Linked DNA regions of Pan troglodytes: region 1 is linked to region 2. The links are chromatin contacts, called in public HiChIP or PLAC-seq maps. All regions are on one chromosome and are shown on one strand. Each heading gives the region's core, a stretch centred on a gene start, on an enhancer-like site or on the middle of the called end of the contact. The rest is flanking DNA. Distances are from core to core; before and after follow the strand shown. Region 1 holds the start of ADM (adrenomedullin). Region 2 holds the start of WEE1 (WEE1 G2 checkpoint kinase).

The links. HiChIP or PLAC-seq counts read pairs in DNA pulled down with a chosen protein or histone mark.
Region 1: an H3K4me3 HiChIP or PLAC-seq map of stem cell-derived excitatory neurons shows a contact between it and region 2, with 10 times the contacts expected there. The contact joins the promoter of ADM here to the promoter of WEE1 in region 2. A contact is called at or near these places in 1 of 7 Hi-C or Micro-C datasets (stem cell-derived neural progenitor cells) and 1 of 1 datasets of contacts at active chromatin or transcription factors (stem cell-derived excitatory neurons).

The regions. Positions count from the first base shown.
Region 1 is chr9:14,451,183-14,456,173 of NHGRI_mPanTro3-v2.0_pri, forward strand. ADM (adrenomedullin) reads left to right here and starts at 3,486. Exons shown (of 4, transcript XM_001169702.6): 1 at 3,486-4,991.
Region 2 is chr9:13,724,580-13,729,493 of NHGRI_mPanTro3-v2.0_pri, forward strand. WEE1 (WEE1 G2 checkpoint kinase) reads left to right here and starts at 1,268. Exons shown (of 12, transcript XM_016920362.4): 1 at 1,268-1,989; 2 at 3,401-3,606; 3 at 3,742-3,805; 4 at 4,000-4,172; 5 at 4,661-4,782. The coding sequence starts at 1,414.

The DNA of each region.
Region 1 (4,991 bases), core at 2,236-4,735, 730 kb after region 2:
GAGATGAATGGTTGAATCTTAACATTCATTTGAAGTACCCCTGACATTAGCAGCTACAGTATAGATAGGTACTGTAAGAGTTTACAAGCTACTTTTACTTAGATCACATGTTTGATGAGCAGGACTGGCTACATAATATGTGGAGTCCAGTGCAAAATGAAAATGTAGGACTGCCTGTTCAGAAATGTTGGAGAATTTCAAAACAGCTTCAGCAGAGCATTCCACCAAGTGTGGGCTCTTCTGAGAGCAGGCTGTGTGCTACTGAACAGAGTGCATGTCAGTGAAGCTGGTGAACTTTAGGATGGAATCAGTATGTGTATGTGGGGAGGGGGTATAATAAATGTTATGGGGGGACTAGACTCTCTGCAGTCTCTCCAGAGTACCACCACTGTGCTGCTTCCTTTCTTGCGCCTTTCTAATCTATCTACCACATTCCATAGCCAAAACGATTGTTTAAATAAATGTATATCAGATCATGTCTCTCCTGTCTTCAAACCTGTCAATAGTTTTCCATGTCACCATAAATAAAGTGCAAAATCTTCATGTCGGAAAGGGTCCTATTTACTCTGACCCTGATGACCTCTTTAATCTCATTTCAGGCCTCTTTTCTCCATCATTCTATGCATTCCTATCAAACAGGACTCCTTTCATTTTTTCTAATGTACCAAGTTCTTTCCCATCTCTGAGTGTTTGCACATGCTGTTTCCTCCATTTCGAATATTAGATCCCCCTAGTCTTGCTTTTTCCTTCAGAATACTTAACACAGTTTATAATCATGTAAATACATAATTCTGATAAGGATTTGTTTATATCTGGCTACGTCACTAGGCTGTAAGCTCATTGAGGGTAAGTTTGTTGATGACTGCATTGGTGATTACTGTATGTTGAGAACTTAGCACAGTGCTGGGTATATAATATATAATCAGTAAATATTTGTTGAAAGAATGAAAAAACTATCAATTCATTCAGGCTTATACATCAGAATTGCTTCTTGGCTGAGCACAGTGGCTCATACCTGTAATCCTAGCACTTTGGGAAGCCAAGGCGAGTGGATCTCTTGATATCAGGAGTTCAAGACCAGCGTGGGCAACATGATAAAACCACATCTCTATAAAAAGAAAAATATATATATAAATATATATACATATATAAAATAATTGCTTCTTTCCAGGTGCTTCTAATCTGATATCACAGGATCCCTACCTGGAGACAAGTAGCATGATGGTTGCTTTCATTAACACCATTCTCTTTGGCTATGGATGATTCAAATGGCCTAATCATCTCTTTTATCATCCATTCATTAATGCCATTTATTGTGCCCTCTGTAGCAAATTTCTCTTGAAGTAATTTCATTTTGTCCTGTTACAGGTATTATTGTAACAAGCTTCTTTAGGTTTACTACTTTCTCTTCTCTCTCTCTTTTTTTTTTTTTCTTTGTAGGGATGGATTTTTGCCATGTTGCCAGGCTGGTCTTGAACTCCTGAGCTCAAGAGATCCACTCGCCTCAGCCTCCCAAAGTGCTAGGATTACAGGCACGAGCCACTGTACTGGACCATCTCTTCTCTTTCATTTGTTCTGCAGTAATTTACCTTATTTAAGCTTCAGGGAGGTTTGCCTTCTGGCTTTACCATGTACAAGAACTGACTGTTACTCTCTGCCTGTTTTGTACAGGAGCACAAAAATGAGGCAGCAAACGCATTACTTTTCTTTATGCTGATGCTCTGGAAAATATTATGCCCTAAAGAGGGAGGTTAACTGTCCTCCTTGCCCTTACCACTATAAACCAGACAGAAATTTAAAATATGGAAACAGTGTTTTTTATTCTGTGTCAGGGTTTTAAACTTGGTCAACCTCCCGGAACTGTATGCCTATTTTATACTTTAATTGGTTTATGTACATGTTCATTTTTCTGGAAAGGATCTATATTTTTATTAGGTCCTTAGAGAAGTCAGAGATCCCAAAAAAGTGCCCTGGGCTTTGTATCCTGCTTTACTTCTCCTTGTAAGTGATCAAATCCACAAGGCTGATTGTGTTCTTTCTCTAAATCACTTTATGTTATGACTTCAGGATGCATCTTGAACTTTGTTTTCAAGTGAACTTTGTAAACAAGTCCTCAGCTTAAAAGACATTTTGAACTATATTAATAATAAATGCATCATAAAATTTCCTGTTTGATAAAGGAGGCATCTGAGATAATTATGCAATGCACTTAGCTACTCACATTTTAGTTATTCTTATTAATATCATTGATATTTATTATTTTTCAATGCTTCTCTGAAAGACCTGAGTATGGCCACTCTGGCTTTAAGAACTGTGTCCACAGTGCTAGCTGAGAAACCACTACCACATATTTTTTTAAACTCCAAACTTTACTAAGAATCAGGCTTGGATATAGGGCCTAAAAATCATTCAATTGGAATGTGAAGAAGTTGAAACACCATTACGCAAAAACCCTTTAGCATATGTGTATGTGTGTCTCCCTAATGTCAGGATGTACACATTTATTACAGTGGTTTGGATGTTTATTTGTAATCTGACCTTTTGAAATTCTGGAGCACACAAAAAAAGTAGATCTTCATTAACAAGGATTTTTTTTTCTTTTTCTTTTCTCTTTTCTTGCCAGAAACTTTAAAGATGTTTCTTCCTTCACTTCCTTCCTTCCTTGTACTGTCCTTGCTCAACGTGAATCTACAATCACTGCCACTTGAATGGATGCAACTTATGTTAATAAATCACCAGGATCAGAACTCCCACTGCAGCATTTCCTTCTCCATAGAACCATTGAACCAGAAATGCATTCTAGTGTTTTTTTTTGTCGTTAACGATGATTAATTAAACAAACTCGAGATTTCACGAGAAAAAACATAGATGCCCAGATTTAACAAATTCCTTATCTTTTTTCGACTTAAACCCACGACGCTTTGGGGAGCACTCTAGCCCCTGCTACTCACCCATGCAAGCGGAGTGCGCGCTCGCGCACACTCTCACACACTCCAAGATAGGGGCTTTCTAGGAAAATACTTTGAGCTGCCAATCCAAGATTTTACTTAAAGAATTGACTTGGTTCTCAAGTGACAGATCTCTAAGTGCCAGAGCGGCAAAGTGCACCAGGCTGATAAGGTGCATGCCAAGACTCTCAGGTGGGAATTCTTGTCACAGCCAAGAGGTTGCTGGCATAGGCACCCGAGGCTGGCAGAGCCTAGCCTCTGAGTCTCCCTACACTCCTGGGCTTGCTTTCCTTTTTGAAGCCGCCTGCAGCTCAAAGAGGAGTTTGAACCAAGGGCACTGGCTTCGCGATCCTCCTGGCAGAGCCACAGCTCAAGTTTCCCCACGGAATCACGAGCTTTTGTAAAGGGCAGCGAGGTGGCAGCGAGTTACAGTCGCAGAGTTCTCTGGAGAACGAACACCCCCGCCGCGCCCCACCCCCCAGGACTGGTGGAGACTGGAAGGAACGAGTCCAGACCACGGGACCTTCCCTGGCCGTGGGCCGACGCCTAGCTGTCCTTGACCTCCCCAGCAGTCGGAGGCGCGCGCGGGAGAAATGAAAGTAAAACCTGTCCTGGCGCGGAACCAAGTGGAAGCTGGCGACAAGTAGGTCGCATCCTCAGAGCGACTGATAGCCAGTCCTGGATCTGCGCGAAGAGCTTGACTCGCAGAGGATAAAGTGAAAGGAAAAGGAAATGGGAGACAAGGGAGAAGAACAATAGTTAGGCTGGGGAGGCTCCTGGTCACCGAGCAGGCGTTCAGTAATAGCTGCTGTCTGCGGTGCAGACGGACTAGTCGCCCGGCCAGGCCACTGCGGTGACTGCCCTGCGCCCAGCCGGGCGGCCGGATCCAGACCAGTGCGCCGCGCTGCACTCCTCTAACCCTCCGCGTCCCAACCCCTTACCAGGGCCAGGGTCAGGGCCCGGAATCTGTCCTCCGTCCTCAGATGGAATTCAGGTCCGCTCAGGTGACTCCTTCCAGGAAGAGTCCTTAAATAACTTCCGCGCGGCCATTTCTTCCCCAGGTGCAATGTCCACTGTTGAGTCCCGAGAGTGAAAAGGCAGCTAAGCCAGCAGTGCGCGGCCCAGACAGACCACTCTGGGCAAGGTCCGCGCGACCCACTGCCCAGCCGCCTTTGCACCGGAGCTCAGAGCCATATGGCAGAGTAGGAAGGAAGCTTAAACGTCTGCTGGGGACCGGCTCTAAGATGGGGACTCGAGAGATGGGACATGACTCGCCCACCTTCACACAGCGAATTGCCGGGAGGTGAGGACTAGAAACCTGTTTGGCTAGTGGTCTCGCACCTTTGGCCTCTCCGTCGAGTCGCTGGGCTTCAGGACATTCGATTAGAGGAGTAGTTAGTAGGACCCCAGAAACCCACAAGCAAGAAGCAGGAAGCCCCGTGGCTTAGCCTTTCCTTCCCAGTTTGGCCCCCAGGAGAGAAGTAAGAAAGAGAAGAAGCTGTGATGAAAGAGCACAAACGGGTGGCAAACGTGTTTAGCGTGATTCATCATGAACAGGCACAAATTCTTAGGGCGGGGGCTAGGACTCTCCTTTGCCCCTTGAGAAGTTGGTGACCCCAGCCTAGAGGAATCCACGCCGCGCCCCAGTCGGCCGTGCTAGCGTGTCGGGCCGAGTAGGGACTCTGCTGCTTCCTACCTGCAGGGTGACTTCCCCTCTCTGCAGATACCTCCCCTCTCTGAGCTTGAATTTTCTACCTGCTGAAATGGGAAAAGGAATGTTACCTTCCTTGCCTGACTCAAGGGTGGGTGTGAAGCTCAAAGTAGACTGGGATGTGGCCGTGCTTGGTAAATTGTAAAATGATTAGCATACGTGAAGCGTTAGTGTGCTCCCTGGCAGTCAGTCCTCACGTTTACGATGGATTAATGAAGGCAGCCAGGCACAATCTCAGGTTATGACCTTATAAGGCATAATAGGATTACAAGGAGGCAAAATGAAACAGTATATTTCCTCCTAATTTTGGTTATTCCTATGTTTCCAAATAG
Region 2 (4,914 bases), core at 18-2,517:
TTAGCCATGTGTGGTGGCGGCCGCCTGTAATCCCAGCTACTCGGGTGGCTGAGGCATGAGAATCGCTTGAACTCTAAAGGCGGAGGTTGCAGGTTGTAGTGAGCCGAGATCGTGCCACTGCACTCCAGCCTGGGTGACAGAGCAAGACCCCGTCTCAGAAAAAAAAAAAAAAGAAAGAAAGAAAGAAAGAAAAAAGAAAATTGGAAGGAACGTGTAAGTGCATTAAGGGACAGATTAAATCAGTTTAACGAAGCACTAGGGAAATTTTTTAAAATTGCGTTTGAGTTTGCCGCGAGCCGGGCCAATCGGTTTTGCCAACGCATGCCTACGTGCTGGCGAACAAATGTAAACACGGAGATCGTGTGCTGGGCACTTGGTTTCGTGGTGGGCAACTGTGCTGCTGTTTCTTTTGGCCGCGGACAAGGTCGGCAGAGGTGGACCCCTGCTTGGGAGAGCTCTTCTCGCTGTGCTGACACCCGCCCCTAACAGTCACCCACCCCGGGGAAATAATGGGGCTCGGAGGCCTCCTCCCAGCCAGTGTCCAGCCTAAGCACATCGGCTCCCGCAGTTCAGAAAGGTCCGGAGGCCCGAGTCACCATTTCCGGCTCAGACCTCGACCCGGAATGTGGCTGCCCACTGCCACGCCCACTCCGCCCCAGTGGCTCGCCCCAGGGGACGAGGGGCAAGAAGTGGCCTCCGAGGGCAGCGGCCGAAGGCCATTCGGTCCCTGGCTCTTCCCAGCTCGCAGAGACCCGGAGGCGCTGCCCGGCCGCCTGCCCCTCTTCAGATCCCCCAGCACCGGAGGAGCAGCGAGGGGGCTGCGTCCAGGCCGGCTTTCGGGTCGGCTTAGGCGAATCCAGCTCTCTTTTGCCCCTCCCAGAAGGCCCAGCCCCGTCCGGGCGGTGTTCGGGCGGTGCCGGGCCGGGCCCCCCGCCGCCCCAGGCTCGCTCATAGGCCCGGAACACCACAGCCCGCCCAGACTTGGCTGGCGCCGAGCCGGGGGTGGAGCCAGCGGGTTCCCGCCAAAATCGCGTAGCTGGTCCTTCCCCCGCGGGCTACGTCGCGCCCTCCTTTTTTTTTCAAACCCGGAGCTGCGCTGGGATTGGTGGACTGGGCACTCACGTGGTTAACGGTCGCGGGAAGCCGCGGAACCCGAACCTGAGACTGGACCTGAGGAGACCTCAGCCTCGGTGCTCGGGCCGCCCCGCCTCCGCCGGAAAGTCCGCGCCGCCGCTGCCGCCACCGTCCGCGGCCCGAGCGCCCCGGACCGCAGGCCGCCGCCGCCGCGCAGAGACGCCGTGACTGCGACTAGGCGCGCCCAGCCGCACGTGGCGGACCCGCCCCCGGGCCCGCCGTGTCCTGGACCCCGCAGGCCTCCGCTCTCCTGTCCTCGGCCCCGTCCCCAGGGCCGCGATGAGCTTCCTGAGTCGACAGCAGCCGCCGCCACCCCGCCGCGCCGGGGCGGCCTGCACCTTGCGGCAGAAGCTGATCTTCTCGCCTTGCAGCGACTGTGAGGAGGAAGAAGAAGAAGAGGAGGAGGAGGGCAGCGGCCACAGCACCGGGGAGGACTCGGCCTTTCAAGAGCCCGACTCGCCGCTGCCGCCCGCGCGGAGCCCCACGGAGCCCGGGCCCGAGCGCCGCCGCTCGCCCGGGCCGACCCCCGGGAGCCCCGGCGAGCTGGAGGAGGACCTGTTGCTGCCCGGCGCCTGCCCGGGCGCGGACGAGGCGGGCGGTGGGGCGGAGGGCGACTCGTGGGAGGAGGAGGGCTTCGGCTCCTCGTCGCCGGTCAAGTCGCCGGCGGCCCCCTACTTCCTGGGTAGCTCTTTCTCGCCGGTGCGCTGCGGCGGCCCCGGAGATGCGTCGCCGCGGGGTTGCGGGGCGCGCCGGGCGGGCGAAGGCCGCCGCTCGCCGCGGCCGGACCACCCGGGCACCCCGCCGCACAAGACCTTCCGCAAGCTGCGACTCTTCGACACCCCGCACACGCCCAAGGTGAGAGCGGCGGGCGCGGGCACCCAGCGGCCGGGGCCCCGGGCCCGCGCCGACCCAGCCTTTTAAAAAGGCCGCGGCGCCGGAGCCCAGCGCCGCTGCCCGGCTTCGGTTACATCACCGGCCGGCCGCTCCCCCCTCGCTTGCCTGCGCCGCCCCCCAGAGTTGGCAGCCCTTGTTTTTGGCCCTGCCCCGAGGTTGTCCGTTGAGATTATGTAACCGAACAATGGGCCTCGTCGGGAACTTCATCTTACAAAGGGGCCGATCGGCCCGTCCAGGTGGCCAAGGATTTGCCGCCTGTTGAGTCCGGGCCGCCCCGAGCGTGTCGGCCCCGAGTGCGCACCGATAACGCGGTTTGCGAGGACGCTGGAGGGTGCTGGCCCGGCCGCCTGACACTCCCGAGCCGTATGATGCCTTTTAAACGCGGCGATCGGGCCTGTAATTTGGGCGGCGCGGGCAGAAGGAGTTTAAAGAAAAATAATTGTCCTGCCCTGATCGTGCCGTGTCGTGTGGCGTGGATGGGGGAGAGGTCTGGGGCATGCAGGGAGACTACGCTTGGACTTGGGAGTACAGGCTGGCCTTCCAAGCATTTCCAGTCCTGCAGACTCATCCGTAAGTCCAGGTAGCACTGAGGCCTCTTTCTGGACAAGGTCTTGGCCTAGCATTTGTTTTTATCGTGGGTTTGCGGTGCCCAGAGTTTGGCCGGCCTCCGTGTGATTAGGAACATCCTACCGTAGATAAGGTATCTTAAAGAAGGAGGTGTTCAGCACCTGTGTTTTGAATGGCCTTCGAGTACTGTGCAGATTACCACTTTTAAAACTGCAGATTTTAAAGCTGATACTTCCAGAGATTAAGACAAGCCTCGCATTTGTAAGGTTAACATGGAAGACGCACCTTTTCAAGTGAGTTTGTTTTGTTTTCAATGTACTGTTTGTCATCAGCCTAGGCAATCTGTGTGCTTTTGAGCTTTACTGTTTATTGGCCGACTTGCTCAAGGCAAAATCCCTCTGGAAGTGAGGGGAGGAGTCCAGCGGAGGTGGCTATCGAAGCCCTATCTAGATGCGGGAGGGGAGATTTTATGGGGCTCTCAGACTGCTTTCTGTTTTTGGATGGGTTGAAAGAATTTGTTAACTTTTAGCCACTAGAATGAACTTAGTTTTAGGCCGCATTTATATTCTTTTTAGGGTTAGAGGCAGATTTTACTTGGCTATTTTTTTCAAGAAAAGATAGTTAATACCCAGCTTCAGTCTTCCTAAATTAGCCGCAATTTATTTTGCTTGAACTCTAACAAAGGCTTGTGTGTTGCTTTCACCTACGCATTCAGCCCTATGAAAGGCTCGTTGAAGGTTAGGTTGAGAAGGCTGACTATAGGACTTGGATCCTAAAAATTGTATTTGTATTTTTCTTTCCCTAGAGTTTGCTCTCCAAAGCTCGAGGAATTGATTCCAGCTCTGTTAAACTCCGGGGTAGTTCTCTCTTCATGGATACAGAAAAATCAGGAAAAAGGGAATTTGATGTGCGACAGACTCCTCAAGTGAATATTAATCCTTTTACTCCGGATTCTTTGTTGCTTCATTCCTCAGGACAGTGTCGTCGTAGAAAGAGAACGTATTGGAATGAGTAAGTCGTTTATTTAACAATTTGGTTCTCCAAATAACCTAAGATTGGTTTGGTATACTTATCAAAATTTAGTTCCTATTTAATGGCATGGATGTATCTGTCCGATATATTGATAGAAAAATACATTTTTTTTAGTTCCTGTGGTGAAGACATGGAAGCCAGTGATTATGAGCTTGAAGATGAAACGAGACCTGCTAAGGTAAATAGCTTTTTATTTTTATTTTTTTGAAATTTACTTTTCTACCACTTAAGGCATGCTATGAATATGTTAAATAAGCATTAACACATAAGGTAGAATGGTTTTTAAATTTCACACATAGCCCTATCACCATAGCAAAAAATAATTGTTTTCGTATATTTGTATTACATATATGGAAACACTTTTTATTACAGAGAATTACAATTACTGAAAGCAATATGAAGTCCCGGTATACAACAGAATTTCATGAGCTAGAGAAAATTGGCTCTGGAGAATTTGGTTCTGTATTTAAGTGCGTGAAGAGGCTGGATGGATGCATTTATGCCATTAAGCGATCAAAAAAGCCATTGGCCGGCTCTGTTGATGAGTATGTATTACACATTTTGTCTTTTGCTCTTTTGTCCCCTATGGTGTTACTAACATTAAGGTTTCAGCTGGTCAAACACTGAATTCCATCTCTAACTTTTGAGAAGCTGTAATGATTTAATCAGGTCCTTTTCACTTAATACCATCAGTTCTTATTGGACTTGTTGAATAATATGAGTAGTCTGATTTTGGAACCTAACTTAAATTTCTTATTTCTAGTCAGCATCCATGAACTCACAGTAAAATGGAGTTTAGTCTTACCTGAGTCCTAGGGCAAGCAACATTTCTTCTTTCTGATAAATCTTCTTTAATGGAATCTGCCTTTGGAAAAATCTCTTACAAGTCTAAACCCCTTCTCTCTTAAGCAAGTTGCTTTTTAGCATAACAATAGATAACAAAAATTTATTGTATGAAGTTTCAGATAAATTAATTCAGTTTAAGCTTGAGTGAAAATTATTTACCATTCTATTAATCTCAAATTTCTTCTAGGCAGAACGCTTTGAGAGAAGTATATGCTCATGCAGTGCTTGGACAGCATTCTCATGTAGTTCGATATTTCTCTGCGTGGGCAGAAGATGATCATATGCTTATACAGAATGAATATTGTAATGGTGAGTGATGTAATGGTTTTCTTGTGAGCTTGAGAAAATGAACATCGAGGAAATATTTATGGTTATCTAAAATCTTGCTCTATTTCTGTCACTTTTATCTTTTATAAATTTAAAGATCAGAGGCCTAACATA